2 separate regions of the Drosophila melanogaster genome follow, and region 1 is linked to region 2. The links are chromatin contacts, called in public Hi-C maps. All regions are on one chromosome and are shown on one strand. The core of a region is the stretch at or near the end of the contact, and the rest is flanking DNA. Distances in the headings are between cores, read along the strand shown.

Region 1 (2,700 bases), core at 67-2,566, 170 kb after region 2:
TAAGTCTGTATATAGGGGCCTCCGTCATGAGTTTTATAGAGCTTTTATTTGTGCTGGGAAAACTGATGTGGGGTTTCATCAGAGATGCGCGCATAAAATTGAAAGAGTATACTAAGTAGCTTACTTTAAAAAATGATGTAAAACTTTGCCGTAAACAAGTATATATAACATTATTTCTGTTTAGTTTCCTGGTCCGTGGGATAGCGTATATAGATAGCCGGATGTGGCACTGTAGCCGGCGTCTCTGGCAGTTGGTCCAAGTAGGAGCAGCCGATGGCCAGGGCGCTGCCATCGGAGCTGAAGTTGAGCGTGGATATGGAGGTATCGTATTCGTGGAACTGACAAAGGCGCTTCTTGTTGAAGCCATCCCAAATGTTCACAATGCCATCGGATCCGCCAGTGGCGAACGTCTGATAGACATTGTGGAAACTCAAGGCATTAACGGGGTAGATCTGTTCGATATTCTGCTCCCTATTCCGGTGGCACTTGAAAGCGAACTTGCGGCGCTGCACCTCAGGATCGTGATCCAGGTACTCCACTGCCACCCGTCCCTCGATGGAGGACATCACGTAGCCTTCTTTGTTGGGGAATAGACGAATGCAGCGGGTCTGGTACTTGAGCGAGGACTCCCGCTTCATGATGTAGCTGTCCATCTTGCGAAGGTCCCAGATGAGCACCTTGCGGTCGGAGGTGGCCACCACGATCTTTTCGTCGATCACGGACATGGAGTACACCTTTCCGTTGTTCTGTTCGAAGGTTCCAACGCAGCGCTTCTCCCGCATGTCCCACAGCTTCACGGTATTGTCCCAGCTACCCGTGAGGATGCCATTGACATACTCGGCGTGCTCCACGCATCTGATGGGCTCCTCGTGGGCACCAATTATGCTTTCCGCCTGGGTGTTGACATCAAAGAGACGCAGCTGGTTGTCCAGGGAGCCACTGACCACGTGCACTATGTCCTGCGGATCGTTGGTTGAATAGGGGATTGTTAATGTGTACGAAGGAGTCTCACCATGAAGGCACAGTCGAGAAGAGGGGCATCCTGCACGAATTTCTGACGCAGCTGGTTTGCCGGCACATCATAGAATCTAAGTGTTCCGTCCCAAGAAGACGCCGCCATGTATTGATTCGATTTGGGGCCGAATTTCACAGCGGAGATCAGGTCCTCCGGCGGATTGTTAAGCTTGAACTCTGGGGGACGCATTTTGTCAAGTTTTCTGCTAGCAACTTGTGGATAATAAAACAATAAATTCAAACAGAAACTGCTTAAAACAAATCAAACTCCGAATTTGCACGGCGTCTGGAGAAGAGATGCGAGTATTTCGATATCACTATCGATACATTGCATATTTGCATCAAGGGGACTCCCTAAACAGGTACACTTTTAATAATGTAAAAAATTTTACAAACCCCTGTTAAACCAATATAAATTTAGTTTTTGTGGTAAGTATCTATCTGATAAATACACCCTCTCATTATGAGCATTGTAAGCTTGCAGTCAGCAGTAACCGATAACCGATATCAAGCGATCGATTTGGCGGCGAATCTGCCCATCTCTATAAGCGACGCCACTCAATTCAGAAGATACAATTATTATTTCGCGGTAAATAGGAGTAATAACCGCCATGGAGGAATCGCACGACTTCCAGTTCGTCCTTCCCCTGAATGCATCTGATCTGATCAACTCCAGCGGAGATCAGTATTACGTGAAGGAGATTTTTGGCGCCCAGGAGATTCCCGCGAAACTACAAGGTAAGTTTCCGTTTTCGCGGTTGGTTTTTAAATTGAGTACAGTTTTCGGACGCGCAATCTTCATGTTTCCTTCCCAGAATGCAAGCGCAAAGTGCACTTGGGCGATCCTTTTTATATATTCGAGCACTTCGACTTGTATTACTCGATCATCGAGGCCCGCGGTTCAGATGGCGCCTCTGCACAGAATCTAATGAGGTCCTTTGACCTGCTCTACCTGACCGTGGAGAAACTGTTCCAAGACTTGCAGCCCCTGCTGACGGCCAGTGAGCCCATGTCTAACCAGCAGCGCAATAGTTACCTCAACCTGACCAAAATGACGCTGTTCCTCCAGGTGAGCACCGTCAAGAAGATCAACAACAGTGTCCAGCAGGCCATGCGGGATCAGCAGCTCAATGTTCAGAAGAAGCGTGCCAAGCCATCGGAGGGATTGGAGCAGTTTCCCAACTGGGAGGTTAAGCGCGGCAAGTTCTTGGTGCAGCTCTTCAACGTGCTGCAGTGCCCGCTGGAGAAGCTCTGGAGTCCGCCCGTAGCCGAGGAGGACTTTATAAAGTAAGAGCAAAGCATTTAGCATCCTATTTCTTCGATCTGCAATGTATCCATCTTCCCCAGTTTGCTCTGCGACCCCTGCTATCGAACAATCGAACTTTTGCCGCTTCGCATGGACAACAAACACGTATTCGACACGATCTTCCAGATCTTGGGCACATCGATCAAGCGCTTTAACCAGGCCATGACCTTCCCGGTGCGCATTCTGCAGATCCTACGCGGTACCGAGCATGCAGCCCATTCAGTAGCAGCTGGAATTTTGCTTCTGCACGAGGAGTACGGAATTTCTTCGGTCTTCTCCATTCTAATCAAGAGCATTGTGGATGCTCTAAGGATGGACAGTTCTGACTCTTCGGTGTCCAAACACTTCTCCAATTTCCTGGCCGAGTTCTCGAACATAGC
Region 2 (2,700 bases), core at 58-2,557:
CATTCATATACATACATGGCCTTTTTGCTTGAGTAAGCATTATATTCGATTCTGCGATTACTTGTTATCTCAATTTAACTCATATCTAAGTTATTATGAAAGTTACTGACTAATCCTTGACCATGACGTGTAGTTAAATGTAGTTAAATCTCATCCCTGACCTTATATGCTGAGCATTAGAATTCTAAGCAGATATATAGATGTGACCGTTCTAAGCGCAACCCCTGTAGATGACTCACCGAACACGCATAAAACGAACTTGACCGTGGTGGTGCTGAGCACATCCGCCAGTGTTTGGTCCTTGGACAGCTCGTTCATCAGCGAGTTGAAACCGGAGCTGAGCATGCCGTGCGTTTTGGCCGCCTCGGAGGCCTTCTCGATGCTCTGTTCCAGCACAGATTGGGCGGAGGTGGTCATGTGGGAGAACAACTCCTTTATGCTGGTGAACGGATCCTGGCCGGATGGCACCGCTGGCGCTTCTGTGGGCGTAGCAAGTGCGCCACTGGCCTTGTCCTTGTCCGGATAGAGCCACGACTGCATGCCCATGTCCATCTTTAGTATCTCATCGATGACCATCACCGGTGGCACGCGCATCATCACGTCCACCAGGCCGAGAACCTTCGTCCGCACGGACATGGCTCCCTATATGTATCCGTAACCGTATCCCGTATCCTTCTCCGGGCTTTTGGCCTCCTCGCTTTGCTTTGCTGATCCCGCGTGACTAGGCACTAATCGCGAGCCAATCGAGCTCCAATCTGCATTTGTTGTGGATTCGCCTTCGTCTTGGATTTCGCAAAAAAACAAAAAATAGACGACGGAATGACGATTTGGCTGCGTGAGTGTGTGGGTGCGTGTGTGTGTGCGTTCGCATGCAGCAGGTGCAAATTCCCGCTGGCGCGTCGTGGAAAAGGTCGTTGCGGCAGGCTGCTCGTTTATGCTCCGCTTTTGGCCACACAATTGCGCTGCGCTCTAAACTTTACACTTTTCACAATTGGTTTTTGTTTTTCTCCTCTGCTTCTCCTCCTTCTTCAGCGGCCCATCTATCGATTGGTGCTGCTGCCTATCGCTGCGGTCGCCAGTGCTGCCCCGCGGCCCTGCTTTCGCCGGACTATCGATTGTCGTTGCCAGCTGATCGTGTGGCGCGCTTTTTGAAAATTCCCTCTGCCTTTGAGCCGCGAAACGGCGCGTGTTGCTGCGTGTCGGTCTGGGGTACTGGTAATTTTAGGTATTCTGTTCAAAAACTACGTTCTAAAGGGTCTGGTCTAGCCTTCTGTGTGCGATAGAGAGACACTATTGGGCAGAGTTTACTTTAACTTGAAGCCGATTGAGGTTTGGGTAGCAATTTGGTTACGACTTGTTGCTTCAGTTATTGTTGAAACATTTAACTGCATTTACTATTTAGTTTCTAATAGTTACAGTTTTACATTCACTCAATATACAGCCTAGGCTGGTGTTAACAGAGCTGTTAACTGATATGTCCAGTGTTGACTAGTGCTGCTGTTAACTTGGCGCGCTGTCTACGAAATTTAAATTTGTGCTGAATCCAAAAAGTAATAACTAGCAGGCTAGAATATCCGATTACGTAAGGTATTTCATTTAACATTATGCTTACAGAGGAACGAGCAAACCCCTTAAAACATTTCCTCTGCTCATATTTCCCGAAATGCCCGCAGTTTCTAGTTCTAAAAGCGAACATTTCCTGCATTCTTGCGAATGCGCCCAATTCCAATCCAATCCGTATCCGCAGGGCCCCGAAGTCATTTACGTGAATTTCCTCAATTGTTCGGCCATTAACTTTTGCCATTTGCCACCTTAATTGTTGTTCTTTCTTGTTTTGTGGCACACAGCCCCTGGAAGAAGCCCCACTCCCCCCACCGAAATCCACAACCCTTTTTGCTATGCAAATGCACAAATTGAGGCAACGGCAACGGCAAATGCGATGCAGTCCGCATTTGGGTTTCGTTTTGGTTTCGTCCCCAACGCAACGCTCGTAATTATGCGCAATTGTTTAGCGTTTAGCTAGGAAAGTTCAACTAACATAATTGATTTTTCATGCCGCGCCACAAGAATTTTAAACAAACTGCACAGGTCATAACAAAACAAACAGACGAGGAATGCATGTTTGTCGAATTTTTTGTGTGAGCTACGAGTACTTCTTTTAGTTGTAGTAGTAGTAATGATACATTCACTATTACTATTGTTATTATATTATAGTAAAAATTCACCCAAATTAGTGTTAGATAACCACGATCATTTTCAACTTTGAGAGTGTCTAAAGTTTATGCAATATTCGTTTTTATTTATTCCGCTAATTTGCATAGTTTTCTGAAGTTTTGGGCTGGCGTTTTGTGTTGCATACTTCGTGGGGCTGCAATGTGCGCACTGGCGATTTGAATTCCATTTTGGCAGGACGTGGACGAATAGCTAACACTCCCCGAGGCACTGGCCGCCCAATATGGGCCTCATATATTCAACATAATCAGTGTAATTGTCAGCGCAATGAGCCGGGGGAATCGCTGGGCTACTGGGAGCCCAGTTCGATGGCTCCAAGCATCCAGGATCCGCTCTCTTCGCGGGTCTCACGCACGGCAATTGTATAATTTATCGCTCCAGTTCTAATCGGCAGCTGTCAGGAGGACGCCTGAGCTGTTGGCCGAGTTGGTTGGCCAGGTTGTCTGGCCAGGCGAGTCCAAGATCTCG

Evidence for each region. Hi-C and Micro-C count contacts between places; a contact is called where the count stands out from the background.
Region 1: a Hi-C map of the Kc167 cell line shows a contact between it and region 2, with 1.6 times the contacts expected there. The contact joins the promoter of Bub3 here to the promoter of Trc8 in region 2. A contact is called at or near these places in 28 of 107 Hi-C or Micro-C datasets (the Clone 8 cell line, the D17-c3 cell line, the Kc167 cell line and 10 more) and 2 of 6 datasets of contacts at active chromatin or transcription factors (both in the Kc167 cell line).

What each region holds. Positions count from the first base shown.
Region 1 is chr3R:29,674,105-29,676,804 of dm6, forward strand. Bub3 (Bub3,) reads right to left here and starts at 1,317. Exons shown (of 2, transcript NM_001300658.1): 1 at 1,013-1,317; 2 at 1-959. The coding sequence starts at 1,204. The coding sequence ends at 171. ppk19 (pickpocket 19) reads left to right here. Exons shown (of 5, transcript NM_143451.2): 5 at 1-119. The coding sequence ends at 119. Cap-D2 (CAP-D2 condensin subunit) reads left to right here and starts at 1,547. Exons shown (of 6, transcript NM_143452.3): 1 at 1,547-1,752; 2 at 1,830-2,301; 3 at 2,362-2,700. The coding sequence starts at 1,626.
Region 2 is chr3R:29,502,490-29,505,189 of dm6, forward strand. Trc8 (TRC8 ring finger protein) reads right to left here and starts at 1,308. Exons shown (of 7, transcript NM_001276141.1): 1 at 240-1,308. The coding sequence starts at 636.